Regions from separate parts of the Mus musculus genome. Here regions 2 and 3 are each linked to region 1. The links are chromatin contacts, called in public Hi-C and HiChIP or PLAC-seq maps. All regions are on one chromosome and are shown on one strand. Each heading gives the region's core, a stretch centred on a gene start, on an enhancer-like site or on the middle of the called end of the contact. The rest is flanking DNA. Distances are from core to core; before and after follow the strand shown.

Region 1 (3,352 bases), core at 273-2,772:
GTGCTCCTAACCACTGACTTGTCTCTCCAACCCCATGGCATTTTTCACTCCGTGATTCTTTTATTCCATTTTAAAGACAGTCACTCTTTGTCGAAAATGAGTTTTTACGTGTTCGTGGGAGAAAGTGCTTGTCCACCGGAGCACTAGAAGGCACCTGGGATGCGCGGCGCAGAGCGAGAGGAGAAAGAGTCTTTCCTGCGGGGTTGACAGATCTAAAAGCTCACTCAAGGCCAGGAAGTCACCAGAACCAAATTGACAAAAGCTTTCAAATGCCAGCCTGTGGAATTTGAGTGAGATCTTTCAGGCCACGGGGAGTTATTGGAGATGTTTGTGCAAGGAAATACAATTCAATTAGGCAAAGCGTCAGGGAAGCCTGCTCTGGCGTTTACTTAAGATGGATTAGAGAGGAGCAGGACTGAGAAAAGCAGGGGGGTTATTGTCAGGGATACGGGAACAGGAATTCAAACTTGAGGAAAATCAAGGCTGGGAAGAAAAAAAAAAAACCTCAGAAAAGAGAAAGTCATAGTTCTTGGTGACTGCATGTGTTGTGACAGAGGTAAGAGGAAGAATCGGATGTGCGGAGAAGGATGGAGAAAGAAGTAACCGTTTTCTGAACTGGGTCACCAAACACGACAGGGGACTTGTAACCACAACACCGAGGAGACAGAGGCTGGAAGATGGCAAGTTTGAAGCCCACCTCAGCTACACAGTGGAACCCCAAGCAAATGACAAAGGAACCAAAGCAAGGGACAAGTCATGACCCCAAGCTGGAAAACCAGTGCAGGGGACCCTGGACAGAGCACATCTGAAGGTCCGCAGCTCTGCGGGCTCCAGTGGAATATTACCGGCTGCTATCTCAAAGAAAAACCGGGCTCCTTACTTTACTAAATGAGCCAAGCTGTTGTACCGGCAACCAACACACATGACAGGCACTTAGCCAAGCATAAAGCCACACACAGGGCTACAACACAGGAGTGGACAGATAAACGGTCTCCAGCCCTCAGCTCCCTGCTAAAGGGAATGAATTCACACACAAAGCCAAAAGAAGAACGAAATCCCCCTCTCGACTTCTGAGCCATCTCTTCTCCATTGATACACCTGCCTTCTAATTTTTGCATGCATAAATCTATGATAAAATCTGCTTTGTTTCTGGGAAGTAGGGCAGTGAGGGGAAATTTAAAGCACAGGCATTTTTTTTTTTTTTTTTGAGTTAGCCCTTGAGATAATACTGGAGGAGAAAAACTGGAGGAGAAAGACGGGACAGCTTAAGCCCCGTCTATGTCAAGAAAGTAAATACATGCAGCGCTGATGAATTTGAACAATGCAGAAAACCAGGCCGGACCATTCAGGCTCCTAAGCCTGTGTTTTTCTCAACGGTGGATGGTTTTATTTTGTTTGGTTTTGTTTTTTTGCTTGGATTATCTGGACAATTGCCTCAACTCTCCCTTTCACTCTGGGTCTATAGACATAGCCCTCCTCAGAGCGCTATTTTTATCTTGCTCCAATAAGGACTGAGCACAATAGAGCGCCTTGAAATGAGCCTCGCAGACAGGCTTAAGCCAGTTGAAAGGCTACGTTTCCTGCACATATATTTTTCCATGATGCAGGAAAATGAGCGCGGCCCTCCCCCACGAACAATACTCGCCTCTCACCGGCTGAAAGCAAAGTGCGGGCAAACAGGCAGGCTGATAAGGGCAAAACAGAGTACCCGTCTGGAAGCCACGCCTCATCGGCCAAGGGATACAGGCAGCCTACAGGCAACAGCCCAGGAAGTCCCCTGGACACCAAACAGGCTTTCCCCGCGCGCAGTGTGGTTTTCCCTAGGCAAGTGTGGGATTCCATGATTCTCAAGGCAAACCGGAAGACTAAAGCCAGGAGGTCTGTGCAGGGGTTGCTTGCACTGCAGAGCTCTCAACTCAAATCCAATCCAGCCAGGAGGAGCCATGAAATTACTTCTCCTCAGCTGTTTTCTGAGCTGGTTGGTGACCTAGAGCTTGTAGCTTCTTCTCCATATAAAAATAACAGTTCCTTTTTTAATTAATTAATTAAGCTTCAGGAGCTCTTTCCGCCATCTTGGTGTCTGTGGAGGCCTGACGGGAACAGGACTTCTAACATCAAGTATGTCTGGAAGGCTGTGGTGCAAGGCCACTTTTGCTGGCTGCAAGCGAGGTCTCCGGAACCAAAGAGAACACACGGCTCTTCTTAAAATTGAAGGCGTTTATGCCCGAGATGAAACGGAGTTCTACTTAAGCAAGAGATGGATGTGCTTATGTGTATAAAGCAAAACACAATACAGTGACTCCTGGAGGCAAACCAAACACAACCAGAGCAATCTGGGGAAAAGTAACTCGGGCCTACGGAAACAGTGGCATGGTTCGTGCCAAATTCGAAGCAACCTTCCTGCGAAGGCCATTGGTCATAGAATCCGTGTGATGCTGTATCCATCCTGGATTTAAACTAATGGAGAGTAAATAAATAAAAGTAGATTTGTGCTCTTGTAAAAAAGAAAAAAAAAAAAGCTTCGTGAAGTCTTGTTATGCGCATAAATGCCATATATACATATATATCTTAATATATATGTATACATACATACATATACACATGTATGTATGTGTATGTAGATGATAGATAGATAGATAGATAGATAGATAGATAGATAGATAGATAGATAGATAGATAGATAGATAGATGTATAGATATATAGATATCTTTGTGTGTATTATGTAAAAAGGGATTATGAAGGAAGGATCACAGAGGACCCCACTGCTGCTGAGAAAAGGGGTCAAGAGACTTCCTCTTTGCAGGTTGATTCTTTTAAAGAAAAAAAATCCTTCTGAAATAGCACCCAGGTCTCTGTAAAGACTCATGTACCTCAGAATTGCCCTGTCTGAGAATGAACCTGGCAGTCCCTGGAGCTGGGGTCCTCCATGGAACTCTAACTTGGACCCGAAGAGTATGTTCTGCCCTTGCCTCTCTCCCACAATCTGAACTGAGTTTAAACAAAGCATTTGGGCTTCCTGTCACTCACTGGGAGAAGCAGGTGCCCAGGGTTTACCTCTGGCACACAGTCTGTGTCTGGTCTTACAGACAACTGAGGACTAGAGGGTGGTTGGGTGGTTGGGCTAAAGATAAAATTTCATATAATCATTGTCTTCATACAGATAAATTTGTAAGTTAACTGGCAAAGCTTTCTGAATGTGCTTTTATTTATAACATATAAAATCAAGGTGTTATGACTAGTGACTAGGTACGTGTTAACACAGTCCTAAGACACAGTCTATGCCCCCAAAACAAAGAGAAATTAAAATCTTTGGCCTCAGAAATACAGTACTTGCCTACAGTGCATAAGGTC
Region 2 (3,352 bases), core at 437-2,936, 490 kb before region 1:
AATTCATTATGTCGGTTCTGTTCCTCTAGAGACCCCTACAAGCACACCCACAGTTTTATCTCAAGTTTTTGTGCCCAAGAACACAGTGCTCCCTTGCCTGCTGAGTGTTTTGCTTGATGTCTAGTTTGTTCATTTTTCTCTCCTCAGGGTTCTCCCCAGACTGTTTATCTACCCTGTAAGGAGGCAAGTGGTGTCTGCTCTTAGGCTGTAAGCACACGGCAAGTATTACACCTGCAAGATTCTAAGGAGCCACTATGATATCTTCTCTTTTGCTAGACTGTGAGCTTCATTTCTCATTCCAGAGCTCGATTTGATGTGTGGAGAGAACTCATTTCCTATGAAAGTTGATAGCTATGCAAATGATCCAATTTAGAGATAGGGTTTTAATAAGAAGAATTTTAATAAAATGAAAAGTTGGAAGCATACTTCTGAAACAGGTCGCAGACATCCAAAAGACTTAATTCCAGAATTTGGACTTTGTTATCTAGGTAATGATGAGAGTAATAAGATGTTACTGCTAAAAAAAAGGACGACCTAGCAATTTAAAAGTTCAGATTAGATTTTTAAACGCATTTCCACACTTTCCAGTAGATTTTTGTTTTAAAGAAGGCATATGTAAAACAATTAATCATTATAAATTTTTTCAGGTCTCGGGGTGTAGCTCAGTGGTCACAACATGAGTTTAGCATGTAAAGCTGTAGGTTGGATTCTCAGTACTAATATCAATACTAACAATGCTAATACTAAATTACTATCATTAGAAGAAAGTGACTGAAATGCTCCCAATAATTATCTACTGGAATTCCTCTACCTATGTAATTTGTGATGAAGTTCAAATTTTTCTTATCAAAAATTAGAAACTAAGCATTTTATCATGATATCTAAGTACTCGATGTGAAATTTCCAAACACCCAAAAATCTAAGGTACCATTTTATCTGAAAGTTTGCTCTTTCTCCAAGTAGCCACCCCTCTAGTGGGCATGACATCACCCTCCCATTCCTAACCCAACATATCATTGTGCTCATTAAGAAACTAAACTTCCAAACTGCCTTCCTTTTTTTTTTATTTTTAACACTTTGACATCTTTCTGCAGAAGCATCTTTATGGCAGCGCACATTTGAGAAGTTCTACCTTGACATCATGCGCATCTTACATAATCACCTAATTATTGAATGGAAAAAAAAAACCTTAAGAGCTAGCTAGACTCACAGCTGGCATTCAGAATTTACTTCAGTCAGAAACAGTCTTCTTCAAGAAAAAATAAAAACTATGAATGCAGCTCCTCTTGAGTAGCTGGAACTGTAAATGTGTCAATCAGAAATGCAGTCTCTAGACCCAGAGAATTCACAGTGGCTTGCTCTGCTCCTGTGCCACCAAGCATCCAGGACCATGAAGACCTGAGTTCCCAAGGTGGGTCCTCGCAGCTAGGGCAAGTGGGAGCAAGCCATCTCTTACAAGAGTGAGCTGTTTGCTTTCTTCTTTCAATATGAATATATTTTACATAGCTTCGTCATTTCCTGCCTTTTGTGAAGCATTCTGTGGCATTAAAATCCCTCAGCCCAGATGGAGACTAAAATAGGTTTGCATTTCCTGTTTTTTCTTCTTCATTTCTGTCTAAAGCTGTAACAATAGTGTTTTATGACGTGTAACCATACAGATATATCCACCAGTTTGCTGACTGCGTCCTATGATGCATCTAGATTTTCTTCTGAGTCTGCAGTGAACATCTAACTGTGAGCTGGTTATTTTCCACCATAACCTTTGACAGTTTCTTGTCTCTTATCTGGAGGCTGTGATTTGTCAAATGCTTGTCACTAAGGCAGAGCAACGCATGGCATTTTCTGCAGCTCTCTAACTGGTGGGAGCTGTGCACTTTTTATTAAAGATTCTCAGACATTAAAGATGACAAAGGGAACCTTTAGACTTCTCCCTGTTTAATCTTGTGGCAGTCTGTGTGCGTAAAGACTATCAGCAGACAGAAACCGGGCATAAAGTTCAGAAAGAGATAAAAGCACAAATGGAGAAACCCAAGGATTCGTAAAGCTCTATAAACACGCTGACCCGAAGCTGTCGATTTATCTGTACACACAGGTGAGTCTCAAGGTTAACTGCTCCATAAAGCCCCAGACATACACTCGTGCTTTGCCTTTTAGCTTCCTTATCAACTCGGTCGGGGGCTCTGCCATCATATTCCCATTCCATAGAATGTGTTATTGTTGAGAGCTTCCTCTGCCTTCGAGTCAAGGAAATGCCACTGCCCTGTTGGTATCAGTTCACAAATGTGGTGTGCTGAAGGTAAATGTAAGGAAGATTCAGGGTGCAGTCATCTGGGTGAACATAGTGTGATTGTAACATTTGTTTTTTAAATTTCATATCGAGAGGATAAACTAACCCCCATCTTGGAAATAAATCCTTTTCCATGATGTCAGGTACAATACGTAGGATATTGTCATGGTGTCTGGGATGCACAACTTAACACAGAAGCATAATAAAAGATACTAGTGGAACTATAGCTGTATAGTCCTACTCTTGTTTGCAGAAGGCTGCTATATAAACTGTTAACACTCACCTTAAGACCAAATGGGAGGGATAGAGGGATGGCTCCACAGTTACAAGCACTTGCTCTTGCAGAGGGCCCAAGTTCTATATCCAGCAGCCATGTGACAATTTCTAACTACCCATAATTACAGTTCCAGGGGATCTAATGCCCTCCCTCTTCCTACCTCCAGGGACACCATGCACATATGGCAGGCCAAACACCCATCCATTCACAGAAAATTAAAAACATCATAAAGGGGGGGAGGGGGGGAAAGGAATCAAATGGAAGCCATTGGTTGGTTACTAGGTTTGCCAATAGGGCTCAGGATATCCCGTGCCTGAAGAGATGTGTCTAACCCTGGTGATAATAATGCTGCCTACATATCGTGATGGGAGGTGGACATAGAATGCACACAAAGCGCTGAGCACAAGGCCAGCCTGCCTCAAGTTCACAGAGGCAGAGAACGCCCCTCCACAGGAGGACAAGTTCAGAAGAATCAGTTTTGCCACTACCACGGCTCCATGTGCTCTCAGCAGAGAGCATGAAGCGTGCGTCTGCTTCACTATGCCGGATGGAGAAGGGGTGTGTGCTTGCTCAGCCCCATTACTGTGCCCAGTGTACAGGAAGATCCGTTTTCAGGCCTTCATCACCGCCATCTCCTTACATGGGCCTCAGAGGCCTTTCCCCTTAAGTCTCCTAGAAAGGAAATGGCATATTTTTGCTCGGAGTATGGGTTTTAAGATTTGTGGACAAAGAATTACATCTCTTTAAGTACAAGATGGTATCTGGCTTTAACCTATGTAGATTGACAG
Region 3 (3,352 bases), core at 601-3,100, 460 kb before region 1:
AGGCCCTTGGTCCTGTGAAGGCTTGATGCCCCAGTGTGGGGGAAGGCCAGGACAAGGAAGCAGGAGTGGGTGGATTAGTGAGCAGGGGAAGGGGGGCAGTAAGGGAGGGGGGTGGAGGGGAAGCCAGGAAAGGTGATAACATTTGAAATGTAAATAAAGAAAATATCTAATAAAAAAATAGAAAAAAGAAATTCCCTGTACACGAATTTATAAAGACTTTCTTTTTGCCTACCACACACAAATTACTGTTTATTGGGCATGGATATATATTTTCTCCAAATAGGAAAATAGTTACTTTATTTTTAAAAAATTCAACTCAAAAGTAACAATGTGCTCCAATTAGTTGACATGTAAAATGGCTTTAAGTAACGTTTCAGGAAAGATGGTAACTTCTCTTTCAAATGAAAAACTGTTGTGAGGAACAATCTCTGTCTTAAAATATTTTAATGTAAAACTTGTGTTGGTATTGTGTTTTTGGATTTGAAGACCCAATCATCCCCCATACATTCCCTTCTCACATCCTGTGCTAGGAACTTTCCAGAAACTCTTGCTGCAGTGAGGTCCTCTGTAGAAGACCTCCCAGCTTCCTGTGGGACATGTCCCTGCTGTCAATGAAGTGCATTCTCATTCTCTTATTTGAATCCAAATTGCTCTCCCAGTTCTCTGTCTTATTATTTACACATTTCTGATGTCCCTGTTTTTATTCCCCGATGTGTGTTACTCACTTCCTACTAACTAATGTATGATTATTTATAGTTTCTCTTTTGTTCAGCAAAGGACCGTGGGGTCAGCTCCTCTGCTATACATGGGCGATGTTGTGCAGTCACACAGAGGTTTTGGGCTCCTCTGATCTCCAGCACCTACTGACTGTGGGACTTCAGGCAAACCATTTAATATCCCTCACTTTCCTATTTTACAACATGGAGATGGTAGCTCATGCCGCCTAGAATCAGGAGAAGTCAATGTCACACGCATAGAATTCGTATAGTAGCTTCTGGCAAATACTGATCGAGAAATGCCAACTATTACTATCGTTTGGCCTGGCATAAGGAACCTGTCATCCCCCTTTCATCCACAGATGATCTTTTTCTTCCCTTTGTGCTGTTATTCCTTAAGCGCTTGTGGAATGTCTCCTGAATAAAGCACTCATCACTTGCTAGTTGTTTTCAGTTCTATAAATGTTAATTAAATCCATAACATGTACCAGAAACCACAGGAGTAAGACAACAGAATGAATAAAATGTGCTCTTTTCTTCATCTGACAGCTTAGAAGAGGCCCAGTTAACACCTTCGCATTTGCACATGTTGAATTGGTAGGGAATATTTGAGAGACTAGTTACTGAAGGCTTCTTGGTGTGACGGAGCATTGGAACGACCCTGAACCCAGTGAGGAATACTGGCAAGCCTGTCTAGAATATAAGAAGAACTCAGAGCACAAAAAGGAACAGCATGAAACCATGGTGTGTTGATAGGAATGTGCTCCATTTAACCTTTGTGGAAATTAGAGAAACAATCCAAATAGCCACGTCGACTTGAACCTAAAGACAAGTTGTTAACCAAGTTCACAAACTTGGTTACATAAAATATGGCTTATTCTCCTGCCTAGATAAATGTATCTTCATAATATTCTAGCAGGCTGAGCTGAAATTCAGAATTCTAGAACTTTCTGGAATTCCAGGTTCAAAAATACAGTGAGCTAGCTGTCAGCTCATAGCCCACTGCTGAGCTGAATAGCCATGACTGTCCAAAGTCATGTTGTAACTTTAATCACTAGTGTGATGTTAGAGCCTTTCAGACAGAGGGTGGAGCTCCAGTGATGGGACTAATGTCGTTCTAGACAGACCTGCCAGCTCCTAGATCAGGACCTTCCCAGCCTGCAGAACTGTGAGCAACAAATGCCTGTGGTTTAAGTCATGTGGTCTGTGGTATTTATTGTAGCACCTCAAACAAAAGGATACACCCACCATCTCTTTCTTAAACCTGGCTCCACAGGCCAACCCCATCTCTGGAAATGCTGTTAATATTTATCCCTTGGCCAATATACCTCAGTCCTGCCCAGAAGTACTATTGATGCTACAGAGTATAAATTCAGGGAAGTGACCTATGTCAGTGTTGGAAAGACTTTTGGCCATTTCCCAGGGAGACCGGAATACCAGGCATCCACAAGGTGAAGCACAAGAGAAAACCTGAATTGTTAGTATATTAGTTTACTTAGCTACATGATTCTTCCTCTATGTGCAAGATCAAGAAGCCCTAGTTGCAATCCCTCCATCTCTACAGATCAGATCTGGGGATGTCTCAGACATCCCGACAGCAGAATGGTCCTGATGGCAAATTATACTTCTCACATCCTGCTAACAATGAAAAGAGAGGCAGGGGAGTGGGGTGAAAGGCTGGAGCTCTAGACAAGAGCCAATGCCATGTTTTTCTTATTTAGGAGGAGCCGGATTTTAATCTGTCAGGTATTTGGAATCTTTGAAATGTTTTAAATAAAGAGTTGTCATAACGTTTTCCTAGAAAAGTATGTTATCAGTTGTTTGGAAGATAGCCTGAAAACCAAGAGAGGGAATCAGACAGGGGAAGGGGGATGAGTTTTGGAACAATTTGCCAAGAGATGAAGCTGAATTCTACAGAGCCAAAAAACTAGTACAACACGTGTTCTAGAGGGAAAAATGATATAAGTGTTTATCATTTGGGGATGGGAGTGGGAGGTTATGGGAAATGGAGGACAGAGAGAGCCCGTGAATGGTTCCCATACTCGGTTCAGTGGTGATGCATTCGTCTTCTATTGTAACAAACGGATACACACTCACCAGCTTAAAAACAACAGCAGTGGATTCCTCACAGTTCATCTCAGTTGCATCCTCTGATCAGAATCCTGCAAAGCTGAACCCAAGTGCTGGCAGGGCTCCATCCCTTTGGGGAAGGTCTAAGAAGGCGTATGCTGTTGAATCCACTTGAGTTGAGAAATGAATCCCTCCAAGTTGTAGCGCTAAGGTCTCATGTGTTAACTAAGGCAAGGCTTTGGTCCCAGGGGCAGCACAGTGCTTACATTCTTCCCCCATGGCTTTTCCATTGATGGAGGAGTATCTTCCTTCACACCACATCTTTCTTTTCTGTTGGATCTCCCCGTTTCATCCGTCTTCTGTATCGCTGTTCTGCCTCCTTCTGGGTTCATAAGGACTCACGATATTACAAAATGGGTCCTATCAGTACACTATTGAATGATCTCGTGTTGTAGCACTTAAGCATAATATCACATCTAGAAAATTCTTTATGCTATGTGATGCCATAGACTGATAGGCTTCAAGAACTAGAGATAGTCATATTTAGAGAAATATTCTTTTTTGAT

Evidence for each region. Hi-C and Micro-C count contacts between places; a contact is called where the count stands out from the background. HiChIP or PLAC-seq counts read pairs in DNA pulled down with a chosen protein or histone mark.
Region 2: a contact with region 1 is called in a Hi-C map of cortical neurons, with 1.8 times the contacts expected there. The contact joins two enhancer-like sites. A contact is called at or near these places in 1 of 39 promoter capture datasets (cranial neural crest) and 1 of 484 Hi-C or Micro-C datasets (cortical neurons).
Region 3: a contact with region 1 is called in an HNF4G HiChIP or PLAC-seq map of pancreatic cancer cells. The contact joins two enhancer-like sites. A contact is called at or near these places in 1 of 39 promoter capture datasets (cranial neural crest) and 2 of 115 datasets of contacts at active chromatin or transcription factors (astrocytes and pancreatic cancer cells).

What each region holds. Positions count from the first base shown.
Region 1 is chr14:99,364,786-99,368,137 of GRCm38.p6, reverse strand. No RefSeq gene overlaps it. Among named protein-coding and RNA genes, the nearest start is that of Klf5, 68 kb to the right of the region's middle. Within about 2 kb of position 1,522, at least 52 of the 459 cell types and tissues checked have an H3K27ac peak or open chromatin away from gene starts, as enhancers often do. A contact at or near this core is called in cortical neurons and pancreatic cancer cells, where this site is marked.
Region 2 is chr14:99,855,090-99,858,441 of GRCm38.p6, reverse strand. No RefSeq gene overlaps it. Among named protein-coding and RNA genes, the nearest start is that of Gm22970, 83 kb to the right of the region's middle. Within about 2 kb of position 1,686, at least 27 of the 459 cell types and tissues checked have an H3K27ac peak or open chromatin away from gene starts, as enhancers often do. A contact at or near this core is called in cortical neurons, where this site is marked.
Region 3 is chr14:99,825,424-99,828,775 of GRCm38.p6, reverse strand. No RefSeq gene overlaps it. Among named protein-coding and RNA genes, the nearest start is that of Gm22970, 53 kb to the right of the region's middle. Within about 2 kb of position 1,850, at least 9 of the 459 cell types and tissues checked have an H3K27ac peak or open chromatin away from gene starts, as enhancers often do. A contact at or near this core is called in pancreatic cancer cells, where this site is marked.